2 separate regions of the Rattus norvegicus genome follow, and region 1 is linked to region 2. The links are chromatin contacts, called in public Hi-C maps. All regions are on one chromosome and are shown on one strand. Each heading gives the region's core, a stretch centred on a gene start, on an enhancer-like site or on the middle of the called end of the contact. The rest is flanking DNA. Distances are from core to core; before and after follow the strand shown. Region 1 overlaps Scarb2 (scavenger receptor class B, member 2). Region 2 holds the start of Ccdc158 (coiled-coil domain containing 158).

Evidence for each region. A called contact is a pair of places that touch in the nucleus more often than the background predicts.
Region 1: a contact with region 2 is called in a Hi-C map of liver, with 2.9 times the contacts expected there. The contact joins the enhancer-like site here to the promoter of Ccdc158 in region 2. A contact is called at or near these places in 3 of 12 Hi-C or Micro-C datasets (Schwann cells, liver and mammary epithelial cells).

The regions. Positions count from the first base shown.
Region 1 is chr14:15,871,048-15,873,988 of GRCr8, forward strand. All of the region lies in intron 2 of Scarb2 (scavenger receptor class B, member 2), which reads left to right. Among named protein-coding and RNA genes, the nearest start is that of Nup54, 30 kb to the right of the region's middle. Within about 2 kb of position 1,549, at least 22 of the 93 cell types and tissues checked have an H3K27ac peak or open chromatin away from gene starts, as enhancers often do. A contact at or near this core is called in liver, where this site is marked.
Region 2 is chr14:15,694,200-15,697,081 of GRCr8, forward strand. It overlaps Ccdc158 (coiled-coil domain containing 158), which reads left to right and starts at 1,258. Exons shown (of 25, transcript XM_063273743.1): 1 at 1,258-1,453. LOC134481722 (a long non-coding RNA gene) reads right to left here and starts at 1,195. Exons shown (of 2, transcript XR_010057472.1): 1 at 868-1,195; 2 at 226-761.

The DNA.
Region 1 (2,941 bases), core at 299-2,798, 180 kb after region 2:
GATTTTCCTTCATATTGCTTCTTTCTATGTATGACTGCTTTGACAGAAATAAGAAAAGTGTGTGTGCTAAATCTTAAGTGGGTTTGTTTCTCTTTGAGAGCGGCTCTCTCGCTTAGCCTAGGTAGAGCCCACTCATTAAGGAAGGCTCCCTAGTCAGTGACCCCAGAGTGTTCCAGCACCGGGGTTACAAACGTGTGCCACCGTGACCTACCTGCCTGTTTATGTGGGTTCAGGAGATTGAACTAAAGTCTTCATGCAAGGCAAGCATTTTTCTGACTGAGCTGTCTCCTCAGCCCTCCTAGATTAAGATTTATTTTGGGGTGTGTGTGTGTGTGTGTGTGTGTGCGCGTGTGCGTGTGCGTGTGTGTGTGCAGGTAGAAGCTGGAAGAGGGCATCAAATCCCCTGGTGTCAGAGACACAGGTGAGTCACATGACATGGGTGTGGGAGCCAAACTAGGTCCACCACTGAGCCTTCTCTGCAACCCCTCTTCTACCATATTTTAGCTTAAGGAAAAAAACCCTCACTCCCACTTTCCTACTGTTTTGGGGAGTGTAAATTAATGCCATTATGAAAAACATATGGGAGTTCTTTTAGAAAACTAAAAATAGAGCCTCCGTCTAATTCATGCAACTCACCACTGGGTATCCAGCCAAAGAAAAAATGAGACTGACCGGTTGAAGAGGTGTGGGCACTTACACGGTTACCTTAGGACTGTTCACGGGATCCTGTCTGGTATTTAAATGGCAGTCTCCCGTGCCTCAGTGTGGATTCCTTGAAGACAGGAATCAGGATGTAGCATCCCCTGTCTCCAGAACCCGGCACAGAGTGGTGATGCCGCATGGTCATGACAGAATGTCCAATGTCCGGTCTGCAGGGTGCTTCAGCTGAGGTTACATTCCTAGGATTTATTTCTCTGTGGGACAAGCACACTGTGGGCACCACTTTACCAGTAAAAAAGCAAAGACAGAAGTCACGGGAAGCAGGCTCACACTGCAATTCCCCACTAGAGTGGCTGAGGCAGAGGGATGGCTGAATGTTTCACAGAGTTTGTAAGGCGTTATCTGAGAAAAAAGATAAAGTTTCCCTCTCTCTTTCTCCTGCTCCTCCTCCTCTTCCTATTTGTCTGTCTGCCCCACCCCTGAAGTTACACCTTTCTTTCTTCCTTTCTTCCTTTCTTCCTTCCTTCCTTTCTTGCCTTTCTTTCTTTCTTTCTTTCTTTCTTTCTTTCTTTCTTTCTTTCTTTCTTTCTTTCTTTCTTCCCTCCACCCCCTATTTACCCCAGGTGACTTCCCGAGTCTTAGTCCTTGTAGCCAGTGAAAGCGCCCACCCAAGATCAGCTTCCCAATAAACTGCCTTGAATATCAAAAAAAAGGAAAAAGATAAAACCGAAGAAACCACGAGTGACTTTTTATTTAGTCTGTCCCATAGCCAAGTATTAGTGTAGACAGGACTGAGCAAAAAGCCCGAGTCAGATCTCACCCTACACCTCTCTCCAGTGAGCTCAGTCGCTGACGCCAGCCACCACCGGGATAGGGCCACAGTGATTTTCCATAGAGAGCTGTGGGTGAGCCCAAAGGGCTAACCCCGTTTGAGATGAATGTAATGACTAAAGGTCAGGGCATTACATTGCTTGTTTTCCTTTTGGTGTTGACGACTGAGCCCAGTGCATGCTGGGAAAGTGCTCTTCCAGCCCTGAGATGTGACCCCATCCCTAACCCATCCCGTTGTAAGAACCAATTTATCCAGCATCTCTAGGGAGTGGGTAGCACAGCTGTTGATTTCTCCAGTGAATTAAAACTGGTTTTTTTTTTTTTTCATTCCGTGTGTTTCTTCTTCCTATGTGATTCAGTAGTTCACGGGGTGTAACTCAAACATTTCCTTCTTTTGTTTGCTTTAGAGACAGTCTCGCTCTGCAGCCCAGGCTGACCTGGAATTCACTGTGTATTCTAGACTGACCTCAAAGTTACAGCACTCTTACCTCAGCTTCCCAAAGCCAGAGACTGCAGGGGGAAGTCACCATGCCAGGCTTCTTTCTTTCATTTCCTTCTTATTTTATTTTTGTTTTTGATGTTGTTTTTTAAACAGAGCCTTGGTATATGTAAGCTATGTGGCCCAAGTCGGTCTGAAACTTCTGGATTCTTAGATTCAAGTAATCCTCCTGCTTCAGCCTCTCCCGTGCTGAGATTACATGTAATCCCACCATACCAGAATTTTCGTTCAACTCTCTTCCCTCCCTCCTCCTCTCTCCCTCCTTGATTCCTTGTCTAGGCTCAAGATGGCTTTTGTTTGTTTTAAGCAGTTGTCTGTGTTTCTAAATAGTTCTTAGGCCTCCTCTAATATGGTTGACAGTAATCTGATCACTTCTTGATATCTGTCTTGTTTCTCAAGCAACTTCACTGTATCAGGTTGACTCTTGTTGATCAGTTGGTAGCTGGCATGCATTCGTGTGTGTGTGTGTGTGTGTGTGTGTGTGTGTGTGTGTGTGTACATGAACATGTGTGTGTTGCTAACCTGGTTTGCTGGTATTGTCATCAAAGTCCCTCCCCTTATCTATCTGAGCATTGCCAGAAGGGGGACTTTTTTTTTTTTGGCTGATCATGCTGCTTTGAGAGAGTTTCCCACCTCTTCTCTTTCTCTCCCTCTCTCCCTCAGCAGAGTAGGAAGCCATGTCTTACTAGGTTTTTGTCGTCCCCCCCCCCCCAACACACACACACAGCACTTTGTAAAGGCCAGGTGTCGGCGATGATTTAGGATCGCTGGGGAACTGCAAGTAGCTGAGGGAAGTCACAAGGTTAGCTGAGGGTAGAGTGTCAGAGTCAGCGTCCCACAGGGTAATACTGGAAAACCTTGGCTTTGACTGCTGGGCTTTATTAAGAAACCAAGTCAGGTTACGGGCCTAAATTGATTGGCATCTCTGTCCTCAGTTTACCCTTAGATTTC
Region 2 (2,882 bases), core at 8-2,507:
TCCGTGTACAAACCCAAAATGAGACACCAATAAAAGTCACGTGTTAGGCAATTAAAATGTTTTCATGTCAAGTGAACACACTTATGTTTTGATAAAAATAAAAATGTTTAAACTAATTGGAATTTGTTTTCAGTCTAGTCACAGAGGTTAGCCACTTAATGTTCTGCTTAAGGTTTATGGTTTAATTTCCTGACACTATAATCCTGATGTCTCCGACGCAATAAATGGTATGATAAAAGTCTTTAATGGTGCTTCATAAACTGTTACAATGTGTAACTGTATTACATAAAAGTGTTTGATATTTATAGTCAATTGATACACTGTATATTTGTTGTTGTAGTCTACTTAACCTTGATAGTTAACAGAATTCAACATCACAAAGCAAGAGCTGATCTACACATTTCTTTAAGAGCATTGTCTAAGGCAGAAGGATCTCAAGTTTGTGGTCAGCATGGGCAACGTGTAGAGTCTCTGTCTTCAAAACCACAACAAACCCTACAGGTTGTATCTCTCATCTTCCGCCTCTTTGGAACTCTTTCATTGGAATGGTAACTTGAACAGCACGCAGGAGTCTCAGTGTACGATCTCAAGCTGATAAATTCCACGTTAAGAGTTAACATTAGAGTAACCGAAGCACGGAGGAGGAAACAGCTCTCCGGAAGCGGAAAGGTCGGCTACCCTGAGAATTCGTCTGAACCTGGAAAAACAGTCTCAGTCTGGACGAAGGTGCAAGTTAAAAGCACAGGCTAATCACAGGCAGGCTGCAAAATGCAAGTAATTCTGAATGTTAGCTTGAACAGGTAGGGGGAGCGGACTGTTCGGGTGTCAGCCTGCCCCTTCCTCAGCGTGCAGGTAACAGAGATTTACCTTTTGGTAGCTGGGAGGATCTTTGCGGAGCCTCTGTGCGAAGGACAGCAGAGTGAGGCTAGGAGCGGGGGATGCTGGGCAGTAGGGAAAAGAGAAAAGTGGCTTGCCCAGTCTGCCTGGTTGCCTTGGGCGGGGGAGAGGACGTAGGAGTCCAGGGGCGTGGTCTTGCGACCTGCTCCGCCCCTCTCACGGCCCGCCTTCTCCCTCACGCCCCTCTTCGCAAGCCCCGCCCCTCTTCTACCACCTCAACCTTCCTGCCCCTCTCCTGCCCCGCCCTCCTCCTCACGCCCCGCCCCTCACATGGTGTCCTTTCTCGTGCCTCAAGCTCCCCACTCCTCTCTCACGCCCCGCCCTACCCTCACGCCCCGCCCTTCCCACGCCCCGCCCTTCTCTCGCTAGATTCCTTGAGGCCAACTGTCAGGCAGCAGCTCTCCGGGAGCTCGAGGCCTCGTGAGGCTGCGCTGCGTAGAAGCGGTCGCGCGGGCCGCGGCCTCGGGGCACAGTGGGAGCCGGCGGGGTCGCACAGGTGCGGCCGCGGCCCCCGCGGACATGCGGCCGGTCTCTTAGGACGAGGTGTTGTTAGCAGGTATGGGGACAGAGTGCGCCTCGAGGTACAGGGCTGGGTCGTTCTCTTGAAGACCAGGATCGTCTCCTGTTGTTCTGGAACTTTCCACGGCCTTGTTTCCAGGTGGTAGCAGCCTAATGACTTTGTATGGCTGTTTTAGGAGAGTTCTCGAGGGACAGTGGCGGGAAAACTGGGCTCTGTGACTGTGGCGTCAGTTGCAGAATTCCTTGGGCCCAACAAGACTGCTCCCTGCTCACCTCTTCCGGCCTGGCTCCTTGGAACCTCTGGAAGAGATGGGAAGACGTGGACAGACAGTGGGGTCTCGGGCTGTCACCAGTATTCCTTCCCACATGAGACTGTTTAACGCCGTGTGACTGGAGCCTCTTGATAATCCGCTTCAGTCCTAGATTTTCCCCCTCAGCAACAGACTCCTTCCTTCCCCACAATACTGAAGAAGTCCCCACTCGAGCTGTCCTAGACATTGTTCCTGTTAAATGTCAGGTTGGCTTTAGGGTCATGGGAATGCAGAAGACAAGTGATGTGGACTGATAACTACATAAGAATAAAGGTCCAGAGTTCTGAATCTTTCCAGAGGGAGAGTTGGACGGACTGCTAATGTGTGTACATACAATCCACGGGAGCGGGAAAGGTGAGGCAGAGATCTGAAATGCCCACCTCTGTGCCACATTTATTATTTTTTTCAAGATGTGTTTTTATTTTATGTTAATTTAGTGTTTTGCCCGCCTGTGTGTAAGAGCACTATGTGAGTGCCTTTTGGTGGCTAGAAGAGGGTGTAGGATCCCCAGGAACTGGAGTTACAGAACGTTTTGACAGCCATGTGGGTGCTGGGAACTGAACACTGGACCCATTATAAGAGCAGCAAGTGCTCTTAAGGCCTAGCCATCATCCCAGTACCATTTTTTAAATTTTGATACAGTTACCTATTCATTTTAGTTTAGTGTAAAATAGATTTCTTGTCATAGTGCTATTTACCCTCTAAATGTAGTGGTTAAATTTTAATTTGATGTATATATACAAAGCCTGTGCATGCTGTTTTAGTTTTGGGGTTGACTCTGTTCTCCTGTATTAGAGTGAACCACTTTAAGACTCTAAAATCTAAAGCTGGTATGGTGGTACACTCCTTGAATTCTAGCACTCAGATGGCAGAGGCAGGCAGATCTCTGTGAGGTCTACATAGAGAGCTCCAGGCCAGCCAGGGCTATGTAGAGAGACTCAGACACAAAAACCAAAACCAAACCTAAAGCATCTATTTAAAAGGGCAGTTTTCTAAACCACCAGTCTTCAGAGTGCATGTGCTAACTCTGTGACCTAAATAACCTCCACTTAAAAAATTAGCTCCTTGTATCTGGAGCCTGGAAATGTTTTGGAAAAAAGGTTTTTGAATATGTGATTTAAATCAAATATTTGTTTTTAAATTTTAGATTTATTT